Linked DNA regions of Mus musculus: region 1 is linked to region 2. The links are chromatin contacts, called in public ChIA-PET maps. All regions are on one chromosome and are shown on one strand. Each heading gives the region's core, a stretch centred on a gene start, on an enhancer-like site or on the middle of the called end of the contact. The rest is flanking DNA. Distances are from core to core; before and after follow the strand shown. Region 1 overlaps Zc3h13 (zinc finger CCCH type containing 13). Region 2 holds the start of Zc3h13 (zinc finger CCCH type containing 13).

What was found. ChIA-PET counts read pairs in DNA pulled down with a chosen protein or histone mark.
Region 1: an RNA polymerase II ChIA-PET map of memory CD8 T cells shows a contact between it and region 2, with 281 read pairs. The contact joins the enhancer-like site here to the promoter of Zc3h13 in region 2. A contact is called at or near these places in 1 of 39 promoter capture datasets (macrophages), 1 of 15 datasets of contacts at CTCF or cohesin (CD8 T cells), 7 of 484 Hi-C or Micro-C datasets (the AML12 cell line, CD8 central memory T cells, embryonic stem cells and 4 more), 8 of 115 datasets of contacts at active chromatin or transcription factors (the HPC-7 cell line, the SCID.adh cell line, embryonic stem cells and 1 more) and 3 of 9 other capture datasets (adipose tissue, liver and pancreatic islet).

The regions. Positions count from the first base shown.
Region 1 is chr14:75,317,445-75,320,311 of GRCm38.p6, reverse strand. The region is part of intron 8 of Zc3h13 (zinc finger CCCH type containing 13); the gene reads right to left. Among named protein-coding and RNA genes, the nearest start is that of Zc3h13, 35 kb to the right of the region's middle. Within about 2 kb of position 1,456, at least 24 of the 459 cell types and tissues checked have an H3K27ac peak or open chromatin away from gene starts, as enhancers often do. A contact at or near this core is called in CD8 T cells, CD8 central memory T cells, the HPC-7 cell line and 2 more, where this site is marked.
Region 2 is chr14:75,282,900-75,285,818 of GRCm38.p6, reverse strand. Zc3h13 (zinc finger CCCH type containing 13) reads right to left here and starts at 1,453. Exons shown (of 19, transcript NM_001359875.1): 1 at 1,154-1,453. Cpb2 (carboxypeptidase B2 (plasma)) reads right to left here. Exons shown (of 11, transcript NM_019775.3): 11 at 2,264-2,588. The coding sequence ends at 2,404.

The sequences.
Region 1 (2,867 bases), core at 207-2,706, 34 kb before region 2:
GATTCAAGTTTTTAACATAAGTTAAAGATTTGAAGTTTCTTGCTTGGTTAGAGTTATTCCAAGATATTTTAAATTATTTTCTATTATACTCATAGACTGGTGCTTAGCCCAATTGTCATCAGAGAGTGTCATCCAGCAACTGATGGGAGCAGATGTAGAGACCCGCCAGGCCCAAACACTAGGCAAAGCAGAGAAACCTTTGCAAAAGAGGGACAGGAAGGACTGTAGGAGCCAGAGAAGTCAAGGACACCATGAGAACACAGCCACAGAACCAACTAAAGACTGAAGCGACAAACACCAACCCTGAATGGGTCTGAGCCAGGTTCTCTGTATATACCTATGGTTGTATATCACTCTATTCTAGTGGGACTCCCATCAGCGGGAGTGGGATGGGTATCTCTGACTTTAGCCTGAACTTGGGACCTTTTTTTCCTGCTGCACTGCTTCATCCACCCTAGATATGACAGTTTGTGCCTTGTCTTATTGTAACTTGTTATGCCATCTTTGGTGGGCACCTCTAAGAGGCAATGGAAGAGGAATGAACCTAGGGGAGAGGGAAGGTGGAAGAAGTGGAGGGAGGGGAAACTGAGGCTGGAATGTAATGTATGAGAGAAAAATTTTTTAAAAATAAGGAAAAAGACTGATTCAAGGTCACCTATAAAATTCTTTGATGACTGGCTCAAAGAACATACACACACACTCACACACACATCTATAGTATTAATTAATCCACACTATCTTTTTTTGTTTTGTTTTGTTTTCTTGAGACAGGGTTTCTCTGTATAGCTCTCTGTATAGCCCTGGCTATCCTGGAACTCACTTTGTAGACCAGGCTGGCCTCGAACTCAGAAATCCGCCTGCCTCTGCCTCCCGAGTGCTGGGATTAAAGCCGTGCGCTACCACGCCCAGCTCACACTATCTTTAAAGACATTATAGTCCATTTCCATCTATCAGATATTGGTGCCTACATCATGGAAGAAAAACTACAATTCAGGTCAGAACACTAATCTCTTGCCAAATAATGGCTTTATCATTTTAACCATATTTTCTTCTCATATACCCCTTTAAACTTCAGAAAAATGCTGGTTTAAAAATCCTTACATTTTTCTCTCTGCTACTACTTTAAAAGTCAATGACTAGCCAGGCATGGTAGTCCATGCCTTTAATCTCAGCACTTGGGAGGCAGAGACAGAGGTAGATCTCTGTGAGTTCCAGGCCAGCCTAGTCTACAGAATGAGTTCCAGGACAGCCAGAGCTACATAACAGAGATCCAGTCTCTCCCCTAACCCAACCTCCCTCGCCTCCCCTCCCCCAAAGGAAGAGGCACCAGCAGCAACAATGACCAAGAATCATTTTGTTTTGAAAACAAAAAGACCACAAGACAGGAAGTGGCAGGCATGGCTGAGAGCCTGACTGAACCCCAATCCTCATACGCACTGCTTATATAAAAGGTGTGCACTGACCAATGAAGGTGGATCTCTCTAGGACACAGTAAATGGCACAAGCATTTCCACTGAGAACAGGAGATAAGAATCCACCCAATACTAGAGCATAATCCCAAGTTTCTGGCATTCTGGTAGAAAATGGAATGTTTGTACTTTTTGAACATTTTTAGTTTAGTTTTAAGAATTATCCCTTCATTTAATCCTGATTCAAACCCAATGAAGTCTATTATACATATTTTGCAGCTGAAAAAAATGTTAAGAGAACAAGTAACTAGCTTAGTACCTTATATAGAAGCAGAGCCAAGTAAAATGTCTGTCCTGTTCCTGTAACGTCAATATCTTGATTACACTAAAACCCAAAAAGAAAAGACTGACTCTTTAAGAAGTTCACATCTGTCATGGAAAGTGAGTGTTGTAGCCTTTCCTGTGACTTTCCTTTAGTTCCTATATAAAATCCTTCTTTAGAAAGGGGATGCATGAGGAGGCCAGAGTAGGATGTTGGGTAACTTTCTCTATCAATCCCCGCCTTGCTGCCTTCAGAAGGAAGGCTCTCAATGAATGAGGAGTCACTGCATCTGCTAGAGAGCTCTCAGGACCTGTCTCTCTCCACCCTACAATGGTGAGGTTGCAGACATGTGCACCCATATCGCGTTTTGTTGGCACTTGAAAACTGACCTCATGTTTGAAGACCATACCAATTCCAAGTGTTGGGGCGGGGGGAGGGAGAGACAGAGCTCTGTAAAGAATCATACTTTTTCAAGGGAATAATTAAATTTAAAGAATCTGAAAACTGATCAAGAATAAATCTGGCTCTCATCAAATTTGTATTTTACAAATTTTATAAAGCAAGAAGATAATGAATACAGATACAAAAATCTTCAACAAAGTACTAGCAAAGTAATTTGAACAGTATGTTAAATGTACACATACCATGACTACATGCATTTATTCCTGGAAAGCAAGAGTGGCTGACATCTTGAAAAATGACTAATACAATATACTACAAGAACTAAGATAAGGAAAACAATCATACAAGGATACTAATACACAAAACATCTGAGAAAATTCAAAACCATTTACTAGTCCTCAGTAGAGCTGAACATGGTAGCACATGCCTTTAATCCCAGCACTCAGGAGACAGAGTTTAAGGCCACCCTAGCCTACACAGCAAGTTCCAAGCCAGCTAGAGTTACATAGTTTTACCCTGTCTCAAATGATGATAACCAATAAGCCATTTATGAAAAGCTTACAGTTAATACATCACTGAACAAAGAGAAACTGAAGATTTCTCTATAAGACACTGACAAAGATGCCCTTCTTATTCAATGTAGTATGTAAAATCGTAGCCACAGCAATTAAGCCAAAAAAAAAATGTCATCAAATGGAAAAGAAAAAAGTAAAAATATTTGTAGATGATAGTAT
Region 2 (2,919 bases), core at 204-2,703:
AATTAGCATAAAGTACTTTTATAGGATTTACATTGCACTATGTATTAGAAGTATAGAGATGATTGAAGGCATATAAAACATCGTTTTCCAGAAGGGATTTGAGTTTCTGCACATTTAGGTATCTGAGTCACCCCCTATGTGTTGGTATCAACTACATCCTACCAGATGCTCACACTGAAACTCAAGTTTCAGGGCACAACCGTTTGCACAGAAATTGTGACATTCCTACATCAGCTTGCTAAGTCTCCAGATGAAACTGTCATCTGATATAATCTAACTAAGAAGTTGGAGGTTATTTAAAAATTTATACGTCTGTGTTGCGAAATATTGTTGTTTGGATTCTAAAGCTAGTAATGTTAAGTACTACATAGCAAAACTAAGCATATAGGCAGAGCCGCATAGTGATCTGGACTAACTAAATAAACATATCACAGACTTTTAAACCCTTAAATGCCAAACTTAAAGGTCCAACCTTTTCAAATTATTTTTTTTTGAAATTCACAAACCAGGAGAGACTGTGCACGCCCATAACTGAAAGAGTTCAAATTATCTGAAGACTCCTAATAAAACGAATTAACTTAAGATACTGCCTCTCACAAGCAAGATCCTACCAATATCATCCAAGTATTTTCTTCAACTCTGAATACTTTTCCAGCCACATAAATGTCAACCTGCTTAGCAAGTGATACTGCCAGATATATCTTCTCCTTTCGTTCCAGCTTCCCGTTGCCTGGGAGTATAAAGATAAAACAGTACTCCTACACTCCCAATAGTATTTACTGCAGCCGGGAAATAAGCAAGACCAGGAACAATCAAAAGGACTCTCCTTTCTTCAATAGATCTGGAATACGTGAAGAAGGCAACTCTAAATCCAAGAAACACAACTGCTGCATCCTTTCACCACACACAAATGCGACCACCACACCACGGTATCCGAGTCCGCCTGCTTCCTGACACAGACTGCAGAATCACAACTGGAGCAACAGCCAGATCTAACACCAAGAGCCTCTGCAGAGTCAAGGGTGGGATGCTCAAACAGCGTTCAGAAACACAAGCAGCACAGAACAAGGCGAGCGAGGATGGAGGCCACAGCGCAGGACGCCCACACGAGCCGGGTCCAACGCCTCTTCCCATCCGCTCCCCGAACGCTTACCTCCTCTCCAAGCACCCTTGTAAGCGCAGTCTTCAGGACGTCCCTGACGCCTCAGCTCCGGCTGTCCCCGCGCCCGGCCCCGGGAGGACGACCAAGAGGACGTGCACGCGCGGCTCCCAGGGGCCGGCCCTCCTCAAGCGGGGCGGACGCCGGGAACAGGGAGCAGCGGAGCCGCCCGGATCTTCTCCCAGCTCTGGAGAGCTCCGGACACGAGACGAGAGACGCACAGAAGCCACTGCAGAGCAACGCTAAGACCACAACTCTGCCTGGCCGCTACACTGGCAGCATCTAAAAGCCGACGGAAGTCGCGAGTTTGCCCGACTCCTCCGCAGGCAAGGCAGCTTCCGGCCCCCAGATTAGTCGTCATCGAGTAAGCCCCGCCCCTCTCAGACCACGCCCCCTCGCGTCCGACGCGAGGGCAGTGCGGAGTGTGTTCCTGACGCCTGTTTACTAAGGTCTGGGGACACGGAGTCAGCGTGGGAGGACGGAGATTCTCAGTTGACTGAGATTCTGGTTTTCACCGTTTTCCATCGCATAAAGTGCTACTTTGTTTCGGCAGTAACCACCAGCCTGGTGCGTTTCGAAGCTGCAGATTTTGACAACCGCCCGTCCCCCGCCTGGGCCTGAAGCTGGAGCAGAAATGCACGGATTGCGTTTTCAAGAACAAGAGCAGAGACTGATTAAAATTTTAGGGTGCAAACCCTTGAGGTGCTACAGAGTGCCTTTGCTTTTCCTGCTTGGATCCAATGATCTCCGTAGATTTAGGGTAAAAGTTGCTTAGGAGGAGCTGGAGAGATGGCTCCAGCCGTTAAAAGCGGTTGCAGCTCTTTCAGAGACCAGGTTTGACTCCCATCCCCCACGTGACTGCTGACCACCTTCTGTAACCTTCAGTAACAGCGGTTCCCCATTTTCTTCTGGCCTCTGATGGGGGTCCAGCATAAACCTGGTGCTTAAACTCACACCCTCACGCCCCACCACACACACAGTACATCTTAAAACTGCTTAAGATAGCTGTTCATCATAAATCAAGGGACGGTGGGGTGGGACCAGTAGCTAACCTCTTAGAATAAAAATAATAAAAATAAAAATGTTAAAATACACAGGGGGCCATTTTCACTCTTAAGCTCAAAGTAGTGTGCTTTTTATTCTTCAACAAAACCAAGGAAACTGATTCAACTTAGAAGCTAATGCAACAGTTAAGTGTTGCTGAAATCAATAAAATAAAAATAATGAGAGCGGAGGTTAGGGCATTAAGTGTTCCTGATGACATGCCAAACTATTTTAGAGATGGCGGCCAAAGCTTCTGCACAAGTGGGTTTGATGTATCTCTCAGGCAGCAAGAATCCGTATCTGCCTGTATCTCGGAGCTCAATTGTAAACGAATATTTGATGCCCAAATCATAGATCCAATCGTCAGAACCTCCAGGAGCTAGATCTAAAAGAGACACAAAATATATTTATTTCATAGCAACAAACACTTTATTTCATTGTAGAAACGAAAATAGCTTCCTTCTGGATGTTACCTAAATTTCTTATCTGAAAGTTGTAGTCATCTAAAAGAAACCATGTTAAGAAAGAAAACACATGTTGCCCAGAACTCAACAATAATCTGATTAAGGAGTGATAACTGCCAATAACATTTTAGTACATTTTACAGTGCATGTACTTTCTGTCTTAATTTGTAACATTTCTGGAAGTAATTATTGTAACATTACCAAATGTATCATTATTGTGTTTGAATAGACATTATTTTGAGTCATTTTAAG